Linked DNA regions of Mus musculus: all the other regions are linked to region 3. The links are chromatin contacts, called in public HiChIP or PLAC-seq and promoter capture Hi-C maps. All regions are on one chromosome and are shown on one strand. The core of a region is the stretch at or near the end of the contact, and the rest is flanking DNA. Distances in the headings are between cores, read along the strand shown. Region 1 holds the start of Micall1 (microtubule associated monooxygenase, calponin and LIM domain containing -like 1). Region 2 overlaps Gm10863 (predicted gene 10863). Region 3 holds the start of Csnk1e (casein kinase 1, epsilon). Region 4 holds the start of 1700088E04Rik (RIKEN cDNA 1700088E04 gene). Region 5 holds the start of Eif3l (eukaryotic translation initiation factor 3, subunit L).

Evidence for each region. HiChIP or PLAC-seq counts read pairs in DNA pulled down with a chosen protein or histone mark. Capture Hi-C pulls out chosen DNA fragments and counts their contacts.
Region 1: a contact with region 3 is called in a promoter capture Hi-C map of adipose tissue. The contact joins the promoter of Micall1 here to the promoter of Csnk1e in region 3. A contact is called at or near these places in 1 of 484 Hi-C or Micro-C datasets (muscle stem cells), 1 of 115 datasets of contacts at active chromatin or transcription factors (pancreatic cancer cells) and 2 of 9 other capture datasets (adipose tissue and liver).
Region 2: a contact with region 3 is called in a FOXA1 HiChIP or PLAC-seq map of pancreatic cancer cells. The contact joins the enhancer-like site here to the promoter of Csnk1e in region 3. A contact is called at or near these places in 2 of 39 promoter capture datasets (the 3T3-L1 cell line and cranial neural crest), 1 of 484 Hi-C or Micro-C datasets (nephron progenitors) and 2 of 115 datasets of contacts at active chromatin or transcription factors (bone marrow-derived macrophages and pancreatic cancer cells).
Region 4: a contact with region 3 is called in a promoter capture Hi-C map of adipose tissue. The contact joins the promoter of 1700088E04Rik here to the promoter of Csnk1e in region 3. A contact is called at or near these places in 3 of 39 promoter capture datasets (the C10 cell line, liver and stem cell-derived epiblast-like cells), 2 of 115 datasets of contacts at active chromatin or transcription factors (memory CD8 T cells and pancreatic cancer cells) and 2 of 9 other capture datasets (adipose tissue and pancreatic islet).
Region 5: an HNF4G HiChIP or PLAC-seq map of pancreatic cancer cells shows a contact between it and region 3. The contact joins the promoter of Eif3l here to the promoter of Csnk1e in region 3. A contact is called at or near these places in 1 of 39 promoter capture datasets (cranial neural crest), 2 of 115 datasets of contacts at active chromatin or transcription factors (embryonic stem cells and pancreatic cancer cells) and 1 of 9 other capture datasets (adipose tissue).

What each region holds. Positions count from the first base shown.
Region 1 is chr15:79,107,586-79,110,285 of GRCm38.p6, forward strand. Micall1 (microtubule associated monooxygenase, calponin and LIM domain containing -like 1) reads left to right here and starts at 1,398. Exons shown (of 16, transcript NM_177461.1): 1 at 1,398-1,844. The coding sequence starts at 1,699.
Region 2 is chr15:79,175,697-79,178,396 of GRCm38.p6, forward strand. All of the region lies in intron 2 of Gm10863 (predicted gene 10863), which reads left to right. Among named protein-coding and RNA genes, the nearest start is that of Gm10863, 11 kb to the left of the region's middle. Within about 2 kb of position 1,380, at least 37 of the 459 cell types and tissues checked have an H3K27ac peak or open chromatin away from gene starts, as enhancers often do. A contact at or near this core is called in pancreatic cancer cells, where this site is marked.
Region 3 is chr15:79,440,747-79,443,446 of GRCm38.p6, forward strand. Csnk1e (casein kinase 1, epsilon) reads right to left here and starts at 1,311. Exons shown (of 11, transcript NM_013767.6): 1 at 1,182-1,311.
Region 4 is chr15:79,139,976-79,142,675 of GRCm38.p6, forward strand. 1700088E04Rik (RIKEN cDNA 1700088E04 gene) reads right to left here and starts at 1,276. Exons shown (of 7, transcript NM_138581.2): 1 at 1,180-1,276; 2 at 906-1,017. The coding sequence starts at 1,008. Polr2f (polymerase (RNA) II (DNA directed) polypeptide F) reads left to right here and starts at 1,350. Exons shown (of 5, transcript NM_027231.2): 1 at 1,350-1,459. The coding sequence starts at 1,440.
Region 5 is chr15:79,073,899-79,076,598 of GRCm38.p6, forward strand. Eif3l (eukaryotic translation initiation factor 3, subunit L) reads left to right here and starts at 1,325. Exons shown (of 13, transcript NM_145139.2): 1 at 1,325-1,394; 2 at 1,873-1,921. The coding sequence starts at 1,362.

The DNA of each region.
Region 1 (2,700 bases), core at 148-2,647, 330 kb before region 3:
TTGGGATAAAGGTAGCCACCATATCAGGCTCCAATTTATTTTTGAGACAGTTTTATATTGTAACCTCAGGATTCCTTCAAGCCATGTATGAACACTTGAGCCATTCTGCCCAGTTTTTTTTTTTGGGGGGGGGGCGGTTTCAAGACAGGGTTTCTCTGTGTAGCCCTGGCTGTCCTGGAACTCACTCTGTAGACCAGGTTGGCCTCGAACTCAGAAATCCACCTGCCTCTGCCTCCGAGTGCTGGGCTTACAGGCATGCACCACCAATGCCCAGCTTCTGCCCAGTTTTTAAGTTTTGAAACAAGTCTCTTGTAGCCCAGGCTGGCAAGCACCTCTCGGGCATAAACTACAAGGCTCTATCTTCATTTTCAAGATATGAAACTATAATTCAAGGTGACACAAGATCACGTTGCTGGGGAGGGAGGGAACCAGGATTTGAGCCTGGGTTAACAGAACTCCAAAATCCTGTTTCAGATGACTAAAACCCTGTTCATTCCCTCAGAAGGGAGCAGCAGACTCATTCCTACAAGCTACACATAGGTCAGAGTGATGTCACCATCTCTGCGGGGCTGATTCATCAGCCTGGGTTTATTTAGGAGGCGCCTCTGGGGGAGGGGTCTCCTGGTGGGGTCTTGAAGAAACTATCAAACCAGGCGTTGGAAGCAGAGGTTTTCCTCTGTGTCGGTTTCTAGGTCCTTTCAGCAAGAGCCCAGCCATTCTAAAAGTTGAAGAGACAGAGCCCCGGAAGGATCTATGATCCCCTAGTTTACACGGAGAGAGGGAACCAGAAAGGACCAACTTGGTTGTGGGGTCCCCAGCCTGTCATACTACATAGCTCTCTGGCCTGGTGGTAGTAAAGGTGTTTGGATCCCCTAGGCAGGCCGTGGGGGGAGGGGCGGGCGTTCGAAGTGTTGTAGCGCGGTGGGGTATGGAAGAAAGCTGGTGGCCATCTGGAGGTCTGGGATCTGTGGGGAAAGTGCCTCGACTTTCAGACCAGTCGTGGGTGTGGTTCAGAGAAGTCAGTGAGGAGAATCTGAAGGTTCCTAAGGGTGAGCTTGAGGCAGGCTAGCAGCAAAGCCAGAGTGTCCCACCTCTTGGGGTAGGAGGGCCTGGGGAGACTGCGGGGTGGCGTTGGGGAGGGGCTAGCCAGCGAGGAGTTGTCCCTTCTTCCAGGAGGGGCTCCCCAAGGGAAGGGTTGACTCGATCTGGAGGAGAGGGGCTATGTGGGGCGTCCGCCCTTCCGGGGAAGGGGCTCGACGGCGGGGGCGGGGCCGCAGGGTGGGGCCCCATCCTCCTCGCGCTCCCCCGCGACGCGGGCGGGCAGGGGCGGGGACGGAGGCGGTGGGCGCCCGCGGCCGGCCCACAATGAGGACAGCGGGCCGCGGTGAGTAAGCGGCGGCCGCCCGGGCCGGGCCACGCGGGGCGGAGGCTTCGCGGGCAGGTCGGGGCAGGCTGGCCGGGCGGGGTCGGGAGCCGAGTCCGCAGCCCTAGCCGCGCCAGAGCGGAGCGAAGACACCGAGGCCCCGCCCCGGCCGCCGGTGGCGCCCCGACCTCCGAGCCGCGCCGCAGACACAGCCGGAAACTGGCCCTGCCGGAGCGCAAGCGGCAGCCCAGTGCCACCTGACCCCGAGTCGGAGCCACACGAACCGGAGCCCAAGTCCGAGCCCCAGTCCGGGCCGTCTCCGAGCCGGGCCTGCCATGGCGGGGCCGCGGGGCGCTCTCCTGGCCTGGTGTCGCCGCCAGTGCGAGGGCTACCGCGGCGTGGACATCCGCGACCTGAGCAGCTCCTTCCGGGACGGCCTGGCTTTCTGCGCCATCCTGCACCGGCACCGGCCCGACCTGCTGTGAGTGCCCGGGGTGCGCGAGCGAGCACGCGGGGCTGGGGACCGCCGCTCCCCTCAATGACGCGGTGGCACGCGCCGCCCTGAGAGGTCCGGGACCTCACACCCGCCGCTTCTGAACGCGGAGCAGGGCCACCCGAGACCCCAAGACCGTGCACCCCCTCCCCCACCTCGGGCCACTGGTGTCAGGCTCTGACCTCTAAGAGGGAACTCTGACCCGTCCTTCGGGACGTCGTTACTCTAGGCTCCAGCAGAAATACTGAGCCTCGCTTCCTCCATTGGCGTCAGAGCATAGTAACCCCAAACTTGACTGTAGGAGATGAGAATATGCCACTCCCCCAGTTAGGCTTCCTTTAAGTTCGAGCTGGTCCCCGGGTGCTCTGGGAGGCTGACTTCTTTCTAATAGAAATTTACATCTTTGTAAGGGCACCTACCGGAAAGGGTCTTCAGAAAGAATGCGGCCCCAGATCACTTCCTACCTGGGAGAAGCTGCCGGGCTTCGGCTTTACTCACTTCCCCATCCTTCCCTCCCCTAGAAGACAAACCCCATTCCTTTCTATAGATAAGCGGCTATCATCCGGCACAGCAAGTCCCATATTTTGTGGGACTTCCGTGGGAATGTAGGTCATTAGTTTTAATTCTCTCTTCAGCTAGTTTGCCATTTACATTTAAGGCGCAAAGAACCTAGAGGGATGGAGGAGAAAGCTTTTGTAAGGCACTTTGGGCAGATACTCTGTAGGGCACTAACCCCGTTTCTGGCACAGGGTTCCTAGCTAAATGGCTGTCAGGTGACTGCGGGTACACTACTTCCCCAAACCACCTCGATAGGAATCTGTCTAGGTGTATGGTCCCGCGGCTC
Region 2 (2,700 bases), core at 130-2,629, 260 kb before region 3:
AGGCCAACTTGCTCAGGGGTCCTACAGCCAGGCCTACAGATCTGGGAGAGTCACAGAGAGGTGAAGGGCCAGAGAGTGGGGTAGGACGAAGGAGAAGCCTTGTCCCTGGGAACCGTGCTGGGTGGTTCACTTGCAAAGGGGAGGGGGCCGTGTTCTTCCCTCTCTGGACTTCACTGTGGGAATTTTGGGTATAGAGCAGGGGGTCCAGCTCTCAGATGCTGGGCTGGGTCTCCTTTCTCACCCTGGGACTTGATTGCAGGAGCCATGGGCTGGGCTGGCAGTCCCTCCTGTCCTCCCTGTTCCCCGGTCTACTCTGGTCCCTGCTGGTCTTTGGTCTTTGAGAGACAGCAGAGTCGCAGTCAGGAGAAGGGTTAAGTCAGGAACTCTTGGGATGGCTCTGACCATTCCTCCGGCAGGGAACAAGGGCCCTATTCTCTGTGTGGGAATTAATAGCAAGGAGTCGACTGGGGTGTCATTCAAGCCCCGATCAGCTCCCAGAGGAATGTGAGGGAGAGAGAGAGAGAGAAAGAGAGAGAGAGAGAGAGAGAGAGAGAGAGAGAAATGGAGGCTTGAGGCACAGATATCAAGAGAAGCGCATGAGGGCCTGCTGGTCACAGTACCCATGGCATGTGGCTATCACGCCTTAAGACAGATCTTGTCTCCAAGGATGCATCTATGTCCCCACACAGCAGGGAGACCTGGTCTGGCCATCCCTCACCAAGGGTTTGGGGTTTGTTTTTTTATCATTCCTAGATGGCTGGACTCTCCATAGGATTGGCTGCTGCTCCCACTTTCTGGGATCCTCCACCTGTCCCTATTTTTGCTTAGGGGGTCCTAGGTTCACCTGAACCCCCAGGCTGCTGTGCAAGGCTGGCCTGTGCTCCTGGGCTGTGCCCTTGGTCTTGGTCCCAGGAATTCCTCTGACCTAGCTCCATGGTCAGCTCAGGCATATCCCACTAGGTGACTTCAGGATCCTTTAGTTGCCTGCATTCGAGGGGAGCATCAGGGAGCTCAGCTCACACAGGGGACAAAGCTCATCTGCTGCTGAGACAAGCCTTCCAATGTCACCCACAGCCTGGCTTGTGGCAGAGGACCAGCGGCCCCCAGAGTCATCTGAAATGTCACAGCCCAGGGCAGGCCTTGGAGGCGCTCCAGGCCACACTTCAGGTTTTGTGGGCACATATACGGAGGCCTGGAAGGGCACTAGCTTGTCCTGGGTTAGAGCTGAGCTTGGTGTTGACCCAGGTTGTCTGTCTCCAGATTAGTGTTTTGAAACACCCCACCCCCCACCCCCATGTGGAGTCTCACCAAACACAGTACGCATAGACTGTGCATACACTTGGTGCAAGACACCTGGCCGTCTGAGTCAGACACCTCATCTCTGGTTTTGTGACTCAGCCTGGCTGTATCACCCTCAGCTGGCGGCTTCATTTTCGGGGAAATGAACCGTAACAGACAGCTGGGCAGGGGTGGCGCATGCCTTTAATCCCAGCACTTGGGAGGCAGAGGCAGAGAGGTAGGCAGCCTGGACTACAGAGTGAGAGAGTGAGTTCCAGGACTGCCAGGCTTACACAGAGAAACCCTGTCTTGAAAACCAAAAAAAGAAAAGAAAAGAAATGAAACTTAACAGACATGTAACCCTTGGATAGAGCCACTATGTGTGTTTGTTTGTTTTGTTTTTATCTTTCTCTTTCTTTTTCTTTTTTTGGGGTGGGAGTGGGGACAGGGAGGTGGGGAAGGACAGGATGACAGGGTCTCTCTCTCTATATATAGACCAGGTTGGTCTCGAACTCATAGTTCCCCAGGTCCAGCTGTCTCTGCTTCCGTAGTGCTGGGATTAAAGGCATGTGCCACTGAGCCTGACTGGGCTGATGTGTGCCAGCAAGCCCATGTTATTCAGATTGAAATGATATATTTAGCTGCTTATTTGGTGCTAGGGGTCAAACCCAAGGCCTTTTGCCTTTGAGGTAAATTCTTTATCCCTGAGCGCTAGCTTAGGCCCATTACAGTTCTTGGAAGTCTGGGCTGTACCTGGTGCCCTCTAGCTAGAAGCCTTGCTCTGCACATCATTTGGCTGCTTGCAACTGCACCCAGCAGCCCCAGCCCCAAGAGTCCCATCAGTCCCTCAGCTGCAGTTTTGCTGGAGTGAGGTTCTGGGCGTCCTGAGCTCAGTGCCCTTCTGTGTCTGATAAACCACCCTGTTCCTGCCTCTCTGATGGCCTGTAGTGTGGTAGAGAGCCAGGGAACAGACCCTGTGTGGCACAATGGCAGCTCTGGAGTGCTTCAGACCTTGGTTTCCTCCTGAGTCGGCCTTAATCACCATGGGGACTGATGCATGGGGAAGCCTGGCTTCACCCTCTAAGTGTGCAAGTCGGGAGCCAGAGTCTGGAGAAGGTAGTACTTCCTGCAGCACCAGGAGATAAGCAGAGTATAGTGGTCTTTCTGCATCGGGCTGTGTATTAGTTACCTGCCTAGGAATTCTAACAAAATACTCGATAAAAGCAATGTAAGGAGAAAGGGCTTGTTCCGGCTGATATTTTTTTTGGGGGGTGCCACCCATAATGGAGGGGATCCGTGGCCACAGGAAGCGTGACTCAGTGGGCTATATTTCATCCACAGTCAGGTAGACAATGAATGCTGGTCTCTCTGTCTCTCTCATTTTAATTATGTATGTATGTGTGTGTGCGCACACATATGCAC
Region 3 (2,700 bases), core at 61-2,560:
AAATACCCACGCCAGGTTATATAAATACCAGTGCCCTCTGTCTGGGAGTCTTACATAAATACACTGCACATGACCCCCCAAGCCCCTCTCCACTCACGGCTCTCTGCACAATCACCAACCCTGAAGGACCCTACCAACGCCAGGGTCTCCCCACCCTGGAGACCAGAGCCCTGGAGTCTAGCGTGTCCCAGCCCTCCTCCACTTAAAAGCCCCCCTCCACCGCCACCCCAAGAAATTGACTTTGGGGTGGGGGCTCCTTCAGGAAATCAGAGTAGCTTTCCAATTCTTCACTCTGTCCCTTACGGGAGGGGTGGGGGAGGGGAATAAACAAAGTTAAAAAAAGGGGGGGGTGGCCATGAGGAGTCAAGACTTCTCAGCTGGTTAGAAAAATTACAACTACAAGCAGCTGGGCACATGGGCAGTCCCGTGTCACCCTGCCATACACACACACCTCCTGACACACACACCACCCACCTTCCACAGGGCCAAGACCCTGGTCAATGAATCAGTAGAATAAAAACTGAAGGAATGCCCTAAACCTAGGAAAGGCGTCCCAAACGCAAGTATTCATTGGAACTGCACCCCCTTCTCTCTCTCTCTAGACCCCCTTTCCAAAGGGAGGCTATGCTAAGAAATATGTGGGGAAACTCTGGACAAAGTAGGGGGAGGGGGTGGCCTAAGTCGCAGCCCTGCCTCTGAGGCGCCCAGGCACCCAGCTTTCACAGGCTTGAAGCACAAGGCTGTCTCGCACACCGCAATGAGAAGCCAAGCGATAAATAACCCCCTCCCTTCTTCTCGCCACAAAGGAAAACAAAGCCGGTGGCCCGGGTGACCACGCACCCCATCACTTAGGACCCCCGCGCGCCCCCACCCTACGCGAGAACGGCCTCGGTGACCCGGAGCCCAGGACACAGAGGAGGGGCCGAGGCCGGCCCGGAACCCGAGCGCCCCCGGGACCCCAGCCAGGCCCCTGCCGCAGGTCCCCCGCCCCAACCCGGGGCCGCCTCGGTGCACCCGGCGGCCTGCGAAGCGCCCGTCCCCTCCGCGTCCCCGGCCGCGCCTTTGTCCTCACGGGCGGCGCCCCCAGCCCTGCGCGGATGCGCGTGTCCGCCCCGCGCTCGCGCAAAAAGAAAACACAAAGAGGCGGAGGGAACCCCGCTTCCCCGGCCCCCGATGCTCACCGCGCCGGGGCGGCCGCCGGGGCGGATGCCAGAGGATTCGCCGGGCCGCGGGCGCGCCAGCCTCTCCCCGGCCCGCTGCGCTGCGCTCGGCCCGGCCGGGCTCAGGCTCCGCGCTCCGCCGCCTCCCGCCGCCCGCCCCCGCCGCCGGCTCGCGCGCTCCCTACCCGCGCGCGCGTCCCCGCGGTTCCCATTGAGCCCCGGGCCCGCCCGCTGATGTCATCCCCCGCCCGCCGCCGCCGCCCCGGAGGATTTAAAGGGCCCGCAGCCCCCGGAGAGCGTGTTCTGACGCTGCCACCCTGGGTGAGGGGCACACAAAACTAAGATTTCCTATACTCAGGCCTTGCCCTATCTCCAGCCAAAGCTGCGGGGACCCCCGAGAGAATCAGCTGAGACTCCTGGCACTGCAAAAGAGATTTAGGGCTCAGTAGCCTGAAGGCTGTAGAGAACACTGGCCAGGGGCTTTGGGAATAAAGCATAGGGACTGAGGGGCGTGGACAAGGACCAAGGATGTGTGGTCAGAGAAAACTCCAGGCAGACACTTTTCTTTGCTCTGTCCTCTGCCGTTCAGATCCACTGTGACAGTCCCTCAGATTCCAACGTAGTTTCACCCATTGAGCCCCCTGCCCCTCACCAAGAACTCACACGTGAGTCAGGGACCCAGAGGTGCTCATTCAACAAAGTCATCCCCCAGACAATGCCTGAATGTCCTTAACTGCAAACGAGGAAGAAGGACCATAGCCTTCCCAGGTCATGGGAGAGTTAATGAAGGCTTCCCACCAGCTTCCAGCTCCACCATGGAAGGTCCCAGCACAAGGCTATTAAAATGATATTTACAGTGGGTCATGCAAAGCTCCAACTTATGACACACCTACATTCTCTCTCTACACACACACACAACTGTTACTGTGGACATAGTACCTCTGATCACCCCGGAAGCACATCTCAGAAAGAGTCACTTCATAATAACCGCATCTTCTCCCCGAGGCTGAGGAGATTGCTGGGAGACCTATAGACCAGGTCCTATCACAGGGCAGGAGGGCAGGATACTGTGGCCCAGAGAGGGCAAAAGGTCTGCCCAGGCCCACACAGCCCAGCAAGATGGCCATGTTCATCTGGTGGACCTGGGGATGCCGATCAGAAGACCAGGAGAATGAGGAGGAGCTGCCTCCAGAGGCCTCTGTGATGGTAAACCGGGCAACTGGCTCTCTCTGCCCAGGTGGTGGACTGAGCATGGCCCGCTTGGTGCTTTTTGGCTTTGCGTTTGTCAATTGATTCACAATTGGCAGGTTTTGTATGACAGGCCCGCATTCTCTCCTGAAGCCTTGGCCACGCAGGGCACAAATCCTCACCAGAGGCAGCTGGTCTGGACAGCAGTCAGCCTCAGTGGTCAGAGCCCAGGCCGTGGGGCCTTGGCAAGACTGAGCAGAACACAGCAAGCATCAATGTCCTCCTAGCAATGTTACCACCCAAACCTTCCAACATGGGCCCAGCTTTCCAAACGTAGGCCTGTTCTGCTGCA
Region 4 (2,700 bases), core at 26-2,525, 300 kb before region 3:
AGGCACTGACTCATAGGAAGCTAGAGTTACACATTGCTTTGACCCACCTGATATGGTTGTGGGGGATTGAACTTGGGTCCTTGAGAATAGCCAGTGCTCTTAATCTCTGAGCCATCTTTCCAGTCCTTATTTTATTTCAAGGATAGGTTCTTACTATATTATCTAGGCTAGCTTTTCTTGGGCTCAGGCAATCCTCCCATTACATATGCCTAAGACACACACACTTTTTTGGTGACTGGCTAACATGGGTGCTGGGGAATGAGCTTTCAAAGGGCAGTACATGTTCCTAACCACTGAGCCAGCTCTCCAACTGTAACACACACAGACTTTTTTGTGTATGGTGTGCTGGGGCTGAAACCCAGACTCCACATCTGCCTAGAATATACTCTGTCACTGAGCAACACCTTCAGCTCTATAATTTTCTCCTGTTCATTTTTCTTGTTACCCTCCTGTGTTATCAGTTTTCTGAGAGCAAGAGTTGTCCTTTGCAATCCTCTCAACACTCTATTCCTAGTACCTAGGACAATATCCAAATCACACATTAGGTTTTTGTCGTTGAATAATTAAGTGCATACATGCTCATTCATGTAGCAGAGGCTGGAGCTACAGTTGTGAGCAGAAACAGGCACGTTTCTTTGCCTGGTGGTGTTCACCATTTAGAAGGTGACACTAAACACCTCTAAGACTGTATAATGTCTAAGCCTGGTGAAGGGAATTGAATTTGGTACTGTGAAGGTCCCACTGCAGTGAGGAGATAGGCTTCATTGAAAGTGCATGTAAAAGATGAACTAACCATTCCAAAATTCTCCATCTCTGGTCTTTGATTCTTCCCCGAACCTTTCAGAATCCCAAGCTCTTAAGGAAAAACCGCACCGCTCGGGTCGTTGATCCCCTAATGCACTGACCTCTGAGCAGCTCACAAGTCCCCGGCGTGTAACCTGCTTGCTTACGGCAGCGGCGGAACCCGGTTCCTTTGGTCACCGAGTCCACCCTTTCCTGGGAAGCCATGGGAGGGCCCTAGGAGGGAGAGAAGCAATGACTCGCCCTAGTTACGCTTCGCAATCCGGACCTCTCATCACGAGCAACCTGGGAGTCTGAGAAGCTGGTGCCCGACCCCTCGGCTCCGGACAGCGCAGTGACCACAGTCCCTATCGTGACGGTCCGGGGAGGAGCGCTCACCTTAGGCGATGACCTGGGCGTGACAGAGCCCTCCGCACGGAGAAACTCCAAGGAGCTAGAGTGTCAGCGTCCTCACTAATCGCTCCTTGTTACCATGGTAACTAGCGACACGCCTCCACGCACGCGCATTAGCGTCTGGTCGGCCGCTGCTTCCCGGAAGTAACTGCGCCTGGGTCACGGCGCAAGCGCAAACTACGCGTGGTGCGGCGAGGGGCAAAGGCGCGCGTTCTCTGCTCTGCGCCCCGGGCGGAGAAGGCATCATGTCAGACAACGAGGACAAGTGAGCACGGGCCACGGAAGGAGGGAGGTCGTGGTGCGAGCAGGGCTCTTGGAGCACAGGCTAGCCCAGCTGCTGGGTTGGTGGGGCGAAGTCTTCAGAACTTCCTACCTCGCGGAGCAATGGGGACAGTGGTCAGAGAGTTCAGTCCGTGTGGCCCCTGTCCTCTGAGCGCTCTCTTTCTGGAAGGGAATGCCAGAGGTGTGTAGCTTGTGTAGTCGTGGAAGTAGGAAGGAAAAAGCAACCCAGAGAATGGCCTGGAAGGCTGGGAGCAGACGCGGGCTTGGGCTAGGTGTGATAGTAGCAGAGGTGGCAGAAGTGGGGATAGACTCTAGAGAGCATGAAGTTTAGTGTTGTTTGAGGCAAGGCCTCACTCTGAAACCCAGGCTGCCCGGGAATTCACTATATAGCTAAGGCTGGCTTTGAATTCGACACAGTCCTCTGCTTCAGCTTCCCAAGTGTTGATATATCTGGCATGAACCACCAGACCCAGCTGGATTATGGACATTTTTTTTTTTTTTTTCCGAGACAGGGTTTCTCTGTATAGCCCAGGCTGTCCTGGAACTCACTTTTGTAGATCAGGCTGAACTCAGGAATTCACCCACCTCTGCCTCCCCAAGTGCTGGGATTAAAGGCGTGCGCCACCACCACCCGGCTGGACATATTTTTATTTTATTTATTTGGAGACCAAATATAACCTTATATCAGGTGGTTCGAACATAGAGATTCATCTACCTCTGCTTTCCAGGTGATTTTTGTTCTTTTTTTTTTTTTTTTTTCCTGAGACAGAGTCTTTCAACATAGTCCTAGCTGTGTCTGGAAGTCACTGTGTAGATTTGGCTGTCCTCAAACTTACAGAGATCTGCCTGCTTTCACCTCCTGAGCACTGGATTACAGGCGTGCGCCACCATGCCTGGATCCTGATATATTTTAAAGATAGAACCTAAAGGATTTCTTGATACGCTGTATATGTTAATCAAGAGAGAAGATGAACTATGGTAGTCCTGATAGATCAGTCAGAATTCAGAGTCTGGGCGTGGTGGTTCACACCTGTAATCCTAGCACTTGGGAGGCTACTGCAGGGGAATTGTCCTGAACTAGATGTCAACATAGTGAGTCTCAGGCCAGCCTGAGTTACATACTGTGCAGTAAGATTGACTTCAAAACAAGCATACAAAATACAGTCAAAAATGCAATGAAAGCAGAGATGACGGCGTTGACCAGGGCAGTGATTGCCACCAGAG
Region 5 (2,700 bases), core at 75-2,574, 370 kb before region 3:
TCAGGAGGCAGAGGCAGGTGGATCTCTGAGTTTGAGGTCATCCTGGTCTACATAATAGACCCTAGGACACCCAGAATTACATAATAGAAAGATCCTGTCTAAAACCAAATGAGCAGGGAGGTAGCTATGCAAGCCTTTAATCCCAGTAAGCAGGGGGCAGAGGCAGGTGGATCTCTTGAGTTCAAGGGCAGTCTGGTCTACAGACTGAGTTCCAGGACAGCCAGGGGTACAGCTGGCTGATTTTTGAAAAATCAGCTGTAACTCCAGAGGATTGATGCCCTGTGTGCATAATTCACTCATACAGAGGAATAAATAATCTTAAAAGTAAGGTCTTTATTAAACCCTAATTCTTTCTTGCTTAAATAAACCAAAGCAACCAGACAGGCAAACAAAAGGAACGACTTTAAGGAGTCTAGGGCTTAAGGAGCCAGGGGGGAGAATGGCAGTTCTAAATAGGACGCTTTGAGTAGAGGGCGTTGATTAGCAACACTCGTCCAGCAAACTCCTGTCTTCAACAGAGAGCCAGGCAGTGATACCGGGGTCATTTGTACTAAAGTCTGGTCAGAGGTAAGCATGAGTGCCGAAGCCCAGAGTTGTGTACCTGGCTGTAATAAGCAGAGATTGTTGTGACCCGGAGACAAGGATGCAGGTGCCCAAAAGGTAAGGCAAATCAGCTGTTCAGGGATTGGTTCTCGCCTTCCACCATGTGGGTCTCCCACATCGAACTCAGGTCGTTAGGCTTGGTGTCAAGGGCCTTCACCAGTTTGGTCATCCTGAGTGTTCTCAGGTTGATTTTTTTTTTTTTTTTTTTTTTTTTTTTGGTGGTGGTGGTGTGGGGGAGAAATTTCTCGCTGCAGGCAAAACCGTTTACACCTAAATCTAAGGTCAGGAACGCTACATCTTAGCAGGTCACTTGTCATCGTCTCTGTACCGTTTTCTTCTGATTTCTCTTTATTTTTGTTGTTGTTGTTTTGGAGACCCCGCTTTATAATCAGATTGGCCTGGAAATAACTAACTTTGGTTATCCTCGAATTTGTTGCAGTCTCCTGCCTCCGCCATCCTTGAGATGGCAGATGTGAGTCAACAGGGTCTAGGCATTCTTCCCCTTTATCGCTTGCCCGCCCCTACTTCTGCGTGCACACCATACTCCACAATAATGTCCTTTGAAAAGCCCGTTTTGCAGGGAGGAAGGAACTCTGATAGTTTAGGAACTCCGTCCTTCCAATCAGAGCTACTTCGCTTCCCCGGCGACCCCGGAAAGGCTTTCGGGCAGGTTGGGCTGGGCGGGACTTCCGGTCCGGCCAAGCAGGCGCGGAGTTCTTCTTCCGCTCTCTCCCACGGGCTTCTGGAGCGCCGTAGCCATGTCTTACCCCGCTGATGACTACGAGTCTGAGGTAATGAAGCGGTGAGCGCGTGGCGGGGTCCGCGGTGGGCACCCGGTTCGGTGGGATCTGTCCCCGAGGTGAGGCGGCGTCCAGATCGGGCCGGAACAAGCGGACCTCGATCATTCCGGCCCTCCCGGCCCCGGGTCTCCTCCCCGGGTCCCTCCTCTGCCGGCCGTATGTCCCCGCGTGTAGTCGCAGTCAGTCGGAGGCGGGCTGAAGGGTGTTTAATGCTGAGTTCTTGGCTCTCATGGCGTCTGCTTCAGACGGGGCTATTACTGTGTTTTTCTTGTCTTGTTGCACCTGTAAGCGTGTTTTGTGCTTGCCCGGGGTCCCTTTTCTCTCACACATGTGAAGCCCTCCGAGGTAGCGACTGTCAGTCTTATCTGAGTAGTATGTTTTGCCTCCTGCTTGACATGGAGGCCCGAGGACGAGCATTTTTGGAGTCCCCATTTGGCGTGTCTCCCTAACTTTGTCTCTTTCCTTGCAGGCTGCTTATGATCCCTACGCCTACCCGGGCGACTATGATATGCACACAGGTGAGGCTCTCAGTTTGCCCGGCTGTCTCTTGCCTTCCAAGGATTGGCACTTTTTTCTTTGACCATCTCAGCGTTGACTCCCAACAGGGACCTGTTAAAAACTGCGTCCTAATGGAGTGGTGGAGTCGGCCATTAGGTCTGATTGGTAGGGTTGTGAAGAGTCTAATTAAACCAGGCCTTTTTTGTGGTCTACCTGCCCACGTCAGAAGAGGACCATCACTGACCCGGCTAGGTTTTTCTTACTTGGGGCAGATTTTATTTGTTATACTGGGGTGGAACCCAGAGCCCCATGCTTGTGGACGGTCTCTGAACCACACCCACAGCCCTCCTCCCTGAGCTGTCTGGCCAAGGTCAAAAAGCTTTGTGGCTTTGTTGTTTGGGTGCCGGAGATGAGATTAAACCACACACTCCAGCCCCAAAGAAGGAAATCTTGGTGTGAAAATCTTCCTTGATTCAAACCAAGTCTAAGTGAAATACTTTGGGGAGGCTTTTGAAGTTTACCGAAATGTTCTAGTCACTTTGAGATTAAGTAAGTACCAAGTGGCTTGCGATGCTCACAGCATGTATTTTATTGGCCCTTACAGTAGAGTAGTTTTACAAAGTAAGCATGTTAATGTGTCTTTAAAGGTGAAAGAAAATAGCGTACTATGCATCATTTGGTTAGAAAGTGAGTTTCCTTTCCTGTTTTTTAAAGATGGGGGTCTCGTTATGTAGCTCTGGCTATCCCGGAACTCACTATATAGAGCATGCTAGCCTCACAGATTCAGCTGTCTGAGGGT